Linked DNA regions of Gossypium hirsutum: region 2 is linked to region 1. The links are chromatin contacts, called in public Hi-C maps. All regions are on one chromosome and are shown on one strand. The core of a region is the stretch at or near the end of the contact, and the rest is flanking DNA. Distances in the headings are between cores, read along the strand shown. Region 1 holds the start of LOC107949577 (F-box/kelch-repeat protein At5g60570). Region 2 has its middle 12 kb from the start of LOC107897151.

Evidence for each region. A called contact is a pair of places that touch in the nucleus more often than the background predicts.
Region 2: a Hi-C map of leaf shows a contact between it and region 1, with 2.2 times the contacts expected there. The contact joins the enhancer-like site here to the promoter of LOC107949577 in region 1. A contact is called at or near these places in 13 of 34 Hi-C or Micro-C datasets (anther, callus, hypocotyl and 2 more).

Annotation. Positions count from the first base shown.
Region 1 is chrD03:14,384,484-14,387,787 of Gossypium_hirsutum_v2.1, forward strand. LOC107949577 (F-box/kelch-repeat protein At5g60570) reads left to right here and starts at 1,291. Exons shown (of 4, transcript XR_005911225.1): 1 at 1,291-3,304.
Region 2 is chrD03:14,419,176-14,422,683 of Gossypium_hirsutum_v2.1, forward strand. It overlaps a transcript of LOC107897151 not described here. Among protein-coding and RNA genes, the nearest start is that of LOC107897151, 12 kb to the right of the region's middle. Within about 2 kb of position 1,921, at least 3 of the 9 cell types and tissues checked have an H3K27ac peak or open chromatin away from gene starts, as enhancers often do. A contact at or near this core is called in hypocotyl and leaf, where this site is marked.

The DNA of each region.
Region 1 (3,304 bases), core at 41-2,540:
CATGAATTCCAATGGTATCAACTCCTTATCCCACTCTAAAGGAGGAGATCGACCATTGAAGCATTAGTTTTTGAAAAAAAAATTCATATCGTATCAGAATAACGATATTTTGATGAATATCTCTCATTTAAGTGATTAAGTAAAATAATTACTTAATCGGCTGCCCAAAACGAACGCTTCCAAAATATGGAGTATAGATCCGGGATTTACGAATATCACTTCTCGAATGCACAATAAAACTTAATGTTAGAATCATCTTAATAGAGAATAAAAGTAAAAGAATTAATTGTGATCGGAGGATCGTCAATACTTACACAATATCGAGAGTAAGGAGGCTTATTTATTCCTACGATGATTCATTTAGAGAGGAGGGTCTTCTACTAACAAATAAAATAAAGATGAATTAGAAAGGTTGTCAATAAATCCTTTTAAAAAAATCAAAATATAATGTTTGTACATATGAAAAAATAATTACGAGATAAAAGAGAAGAGGATGAAAAACGGAGAAGAAAGGTGAAGGATGATGGTGGTACGGTGGCAACAGTTCGGCGGTGGTGGTGTGGTGGTGGTTCAATTGGCTAAAAGTGGTGGATGAGTGGAAGAAATATGAAGAAAAGAAGTGATTTAAGTGGTGAAATGGGAGAAAAATTAGAGAAAGAGGAGAAGCAAGGAGGAGGGGTGGCAAAAAGAGGTGGAGAATAGAATGAAGCGGCAAAAAGAGAGATGGAGAATAAAACGAACAAAACAATAAAAGTGTTTCATGTGTCTAGGTGCATTGGACGGTTAAGGTACGGTAAGGGAGGTAAAATGGCATGGAAAGGGAATTTTGGGAGTGAAAATGAGGTTATTGAGGGAATGTTGACCATGTAAACAAGGGAAGATTCTTCCCGAGCATGGCAACAATGGGTTGGATGGCAAGGGGGTTGACCAACCCCTTTTTAAATGCCAAAAATTCTAAAAAAAATATATGTGAGTAAAAGAAATTGAACCTAGGATCTCTAGAAATTAAATTTGGCACTTAACCACTTGATTACTCACTAACTTATTTATGAATTGACAAATTAATAAATAAAAATATGGGATGTGACAATTTAGTTTAAGGAACTTAAGAATTGTCAGCAACTTTAACATGACCACCATGACCCTTTAAGGCTCCTTCCGCTCTAGACAAAAACCCCTTTGTACCCCGAACCTCGTCCTTTAAGGCCCAGATATCCTTCTCCCAATTCACCAAGACCACTACCCTCCGATAGATTTTTAATTTTAGGATCCGAATTTTCTTTAAAATGCATAGCAGAATGCTTAACGGGATCCAACATTCCGTCATTAATTGGCACCACAATTTCAACCGAACCCTTGTAGGAACGATTAATAAGCGAAGCCGTGATCGACCAAGGACTAAATGGGAGATTCGAAACCTTACCATTCTCCATCATGGAACCAATATTGGGAGAATTTTAAAAAATATTACCAGCAATTTCGGAATCCAAATGAACTTTATTATTCTGACCTGAAACAGGGAAATTATTATACACCATATTAAAGGTAGATTGGCCTTCCTGATGAAGCGCAGAATCTCCCAAAACAAGCCCAAGCTCCACCCCAACAGAAGAGCCGCCCAAACTTGAAGTGGCAACAACACCCTCCAGCCTAGGCCCATGCTTAGCCATGTCAGTTTCTCCAATTCTTTTGTTCTGCCCAGAAACGCCATTTACACCTGCTTTATGTGTCGAACCCTTATCCTGCCTAACCGATCCACTCTCCAAGACTTTGTTGTCATTAAAATCTGCCTTACACTTGTTTCTAATGAAGCCCTCTTTTTGAAATTTGAAACCCTAAAAATCTATCAAAATCTCAACATCCAACTCTCCTTCCAGAATATTAAATCTAGATCCAAAAAGATCTTTCTGGATTTTTTGCTTTTATATTTCATTTCTCGTTGGGAGCTCTCCATGATTTCTGATTCACAACCATCCATGGCCCAAACGCCTCCTCTTCTTTCCCCTCGATGTTACCAACCGACACCACCTCCTTCTCCCTTGGGTGATCCAGATTATGAGGACCTTCATATGGCCATTCCTGCCACAACCAAAACAAATCAACGGTAAGGCCTCATATTCTACTCGTTGAACTGTTCTATTTACCAGAATCTGAGGGATCAGTGGTTTGTCAAGGTTAACATAAATCGCCATTTGAGCAAATCTCCCCCTCGACCTACTATTTCTATTGTAGTCGAGTTTTTCCACTCTACCAATGAAACCGCCAATCTCTTCTAAAATCTTTCTCTTATATAGAAACCCCAGCAAACCTGGCAATCTAATCCACGTCATAACAACATTTGGAAATAGTTGCAAGGGATTAAAATCTGGCATCCACGGTTGAACGGTTAAATATTGTCCGAACACAACACATGGCTCTTGTGTAAGCTCTTTTTCAGAATCATCGTTGCTTTGGAATTTCACCAAAAAGTACCCATGTTCCACATCTATAAGTTTAAACGGCATGGATGGCTGCCATAAATTATAAATCTTGTTTTGTAGGGTGGTATAGCCAATGTTCCTCCCCCAAAAGCTTAACAACCACCATGGTAGCCATCTCCTTTACCAGAATTCGCTGAACCCGATTAGAGAACATTATTGACAGAACTCCATTAACAGTGGATCTCATGACATCTCTATCCAATAGTTCAAAATATTCCTCAAACCCCCTATCCGAATCAACAGATGAGTTTTTAGACCCAAGAGCTCCCCTACCCAGAAGCCTATCCTTCCAAGAAAGCATTGGCTCAGGAGACATATCTACGATCATATCAACGCCTTCCTCCCCATCTGTTCCCTTAAAGCGCACTTTTTTGGTGGCCCGATCTTCCGACGAGCGAAACCCACCACTATCTTCTATTGACATTCTCAAAAGTTAAATGTAAGTGTTTATTGAAACTTATTATAAGTTTTGATTTCCAAAACCAATAAGTTTTCTTAATTGAACTTAATCCAAAGCAAATATTTAGGTAGCATTTTAATGGGGGACTGTTTTGTTCATATGGATTTAATTTTCTTATTTTTCCAATAAAAAATTAAAATGAAATCTAAAATATCTGTAAAGCTGCACATAAAACAAGTGTACATGCAGACTTCACGTATTCGTGTACGCTTTGATATGGATATGGATGTAGAAATTTAATTCTTCAAAAGCTCTCAAATATTAAAAAGGGTGTGAAATGTCAAATATATACTGAGTAAAGTAACATAGTGCGAGTTCCCTGTTTTACTTTTGAAGGTTTCTTAGTATTTTTTCTTTTTTACTT
Region 2 (3,508 bases), core at 671-3,170, 35 kb after region 1:
TAGTGTGGTTTCTTCGATTAATTTTATTTTCAAATTATTTCAAAAAAGCAATATCAATTGAGTTCTACCTTCTTTATTTGAGTGTACGAATATTGCAGAACTGTATTAACCTTGGGGACGACGTCCACTATACGATTACACCAAACAGGGCAAATTCGTTTCTAAGGCAGTGGTTCCTCCATGGCACAGTAATAATTTATTCATTTAATCTTGGTTTATTTTTTAGTCAGTGCTAATGAGTTTGTTTTGCAGTAGTTTATTTTTTCAACAATCACACCCGGAAGCTATTGCGCACAACTACTTTGGATGAAATGAATGTTGTCTAATTATGGTGTTCCAACTAATGTTCTGATAGTATATTGTGACAATACCAACGCAATCAACATTTCTTAAAATCTAGTGTTGCACTCACAAACCAAGCATATTAATATAAGACGCCTTAGTAAGGGTAGCCCATTTGGCAGTTTGCTTAAAAAGGGAAGATAGTATCTAGTTGTTGATTATTTTATGGTTGTTGCTACATGACTATGATGGTTGTTGATTTCTTATTTCTTAGGTAGTTTTTAATTTATTTTCTCATGTTGATATTTCAAACACTCTTTTTCTTGCTTTGGTGGATGAGATTGATAATTTATTTATGAATTCAGTTATACTCCATGCTTACGATAATATGAACACTTTTGTGATAATGTGATACTCAAAGTATGCATGTTGAATGGAGGAGTTTCTATTTGAAGCATGGTGGTATGATTAGGGGGGAGACATTTACCAATTTTGTACTATGATAACTTTGCAATAGTTTTATGATAATCATTTGTTAAAGGGATTTGTCAAAATGTCAAAGGGAGAGATTGTTATGAACTTTAACCGGCTATCCCCATGTTTCATTATTTGTTCAAACATCAAATAGAATAGCAGTTTAGGACAAATAAAGTGTCTTTGTTTGTTGGCATTTGTGACTTGCATGATTTTTTTGAATGGTATCTAAACAACAAATGATTGATGGTTCGTGCAACAAAGTAACCTTATATTTGGTGATTTATTCTTATCCATTGGTCGAATTTTCTAGAGTGAATGAGCAATTTTAAATGGTTTAAAATCTTATCCTTATTCATAAAGTTTTGAATTAGTTTAAAATTCCTTGGTGTTGAAGCTAGATTTCAAAAATTAAAAATAGAGGTGTTTTTGTAGATAAAGTCAATTTCGGATATTCCATTGCACTATGTTGTGTGCTTGTTGAGTGCTTTAAGTCGAGTATTTACTTATCTTTGTTTTGTATTTTTGCACTTTGTTAGACGTTTCTTAATTTATTTTATTTGTGAGGATTTTTGAGTGAATGATTGTAATTGGCTACAATTATTCATCGTTGTAAGGGTAAGTTGAATTTTAACTAATAAGTTATCCGGATCAATTGCTGAATAAATTCATTCACGTAAGGTTCCACAAAGTACGATTGTTATATCTTAATTACGTTAACAAATATCGAGTCTTAATCTATTTCTTCCCGTTTAACTTATGTTTAAAACCTCTATTGGAGACACTTAACAAACTGAAAGTTTTTACAAAAATTGTATTGAAAATAATGTTATTTTTTCTCTTCCACTTTAAAACTTTATTAAAAATGAATCCTGGTTGAATGAAACCATTTTCAGTTCCAATACAAAATGGGAGAAATTAGAGAAATCAATCAAATGAATTAGATTGGGGAATCTTCAGTATTTTGCATTGATTCAAAAACCAATTAAAGAACGAGAGGAAGCAACTTGGCGTCTCATACCCCTGGTTAAAACCTCTACCAATCTCCCGTACATATGCCGCTTCAGATACTGTTTTCCTACCTTTTTACGTCCGTCCTTCCCCATTAGCTTCCTTGCTGTCGGGTTTTTCAGCATATACCTCAGATTTTCAGCAAGGACCCAGTTCCCTGCACGGCCCATTGGATGAAATAGCCCACTCACGTTCTGCTCCACTATCTCTTTTGTGCCCCCACCATCCGTGCCTAACACCTGTTCTCATAAATTAATACTATGTGTTTCAATTTGTCCCCTAAAATAAACAACGAAATCAGACATAATTTCCTTACCGGAAGACCAAATGCCATTGCTTCAACAGTCACTCTGCCAAACGTTTCCCCTACTCCCTGCACGTTATTAACATAAAAAGAATTGAGCGCACATCTATACTAATTTACTTCCAACACTAAAACATCCATCAACAAGCTATCCACCTGGGAGTTCATCACGTAAACATCTGCTGCTGCATACAGTGATGAGACACGTGTAGTTGCTGGAGTCCAGAGTACGGACTCTGACAACTTTGGATGCTGAGACAAGAACCGTAGAATTGCTTCAACATAAGGTACCTTGTTGCTTTTAGATCCAACAGAACCGATGAGTATTTTTACAGCTTGTTCCTGTTTTCTTCTGCTGTCAAACACCAAATTTGTACAAGATGCATCAGCATTGCATGACTTTTTAACCAAACCTCTTAAATGATGTTTTCTAGCCAAGGCTGACTCATCTAGCCTTATATCCAATGTTTTTTTAACTTGAGAACCAGTTCCAAGAGGATCTTGATCAATCATAAGGTTTACTGACTCAAGAAGCAAGAGTTGGCCCTTTCCAGCGTTTATGCTACTTAGAGACATCACAAGCATATCACTATCTTTCAAACCCAGCTCTTTTCTTACTGCATCTCGTAATAACCGCCTTTTCTCAATCATCTTTTCTGGGCTAGCCAATGGCGTGTTTAGAGAACAAGGGATTCCAGCAACAAAAGCCAGCTCATCATTAACAGCAAGTGGAACAATAGAAGGCTGAGATCTCAACTTGATATTTTCTTCTTGACACCAGTTAAGCCACTGTTTACTCTGCAATTCAGATAAGAACATGAGCATTTTCACCCGGTGTAGAACATGCTTTGACCGGTCAAAGTATTCCCTTCTGTTTTCCATAATCCACCAAGCAATTTGACTTCCTCCAGCTGGGAAATGAGCTATATATTGATCTGAAACCAACACATTGCATCTACATTACACCACTCTTAGGTATAAGGGAAATGACAATGAAACATAAGTTCAAGAGACCGACAAAAACCAATGAAAAAGTCCATGGAAGAGTATCATCTCAAGCATTAGAAACATGGCATACCGGATCATCTAACTGAAGGCATGCGTATTGTTTACTATATTTTCTAAGAAATAAAAGATGATCACCTTTTCTAGGAAGGCCTGAACAAGGCATATGGCTATCGAAAATAAACAGCAATATTGCAAAATTATTGAGACAGAAATCGATTTTCCTTTTGGATCATGTTATCATATGCAAATTTAGTATAAAGATGAATCATTAATCAAAATGGAAGCATTATTACACACAAGATATGGCATAATAAATCAACTTTCTTGTTAAATGAGAAGGCACTATGCAGCTAAAAAGTAAAATGATGCGACCTTGTAATCAATTATAGCTGATCTTCATATCTGCAAAAGCAATTACTCGGTTTTGAA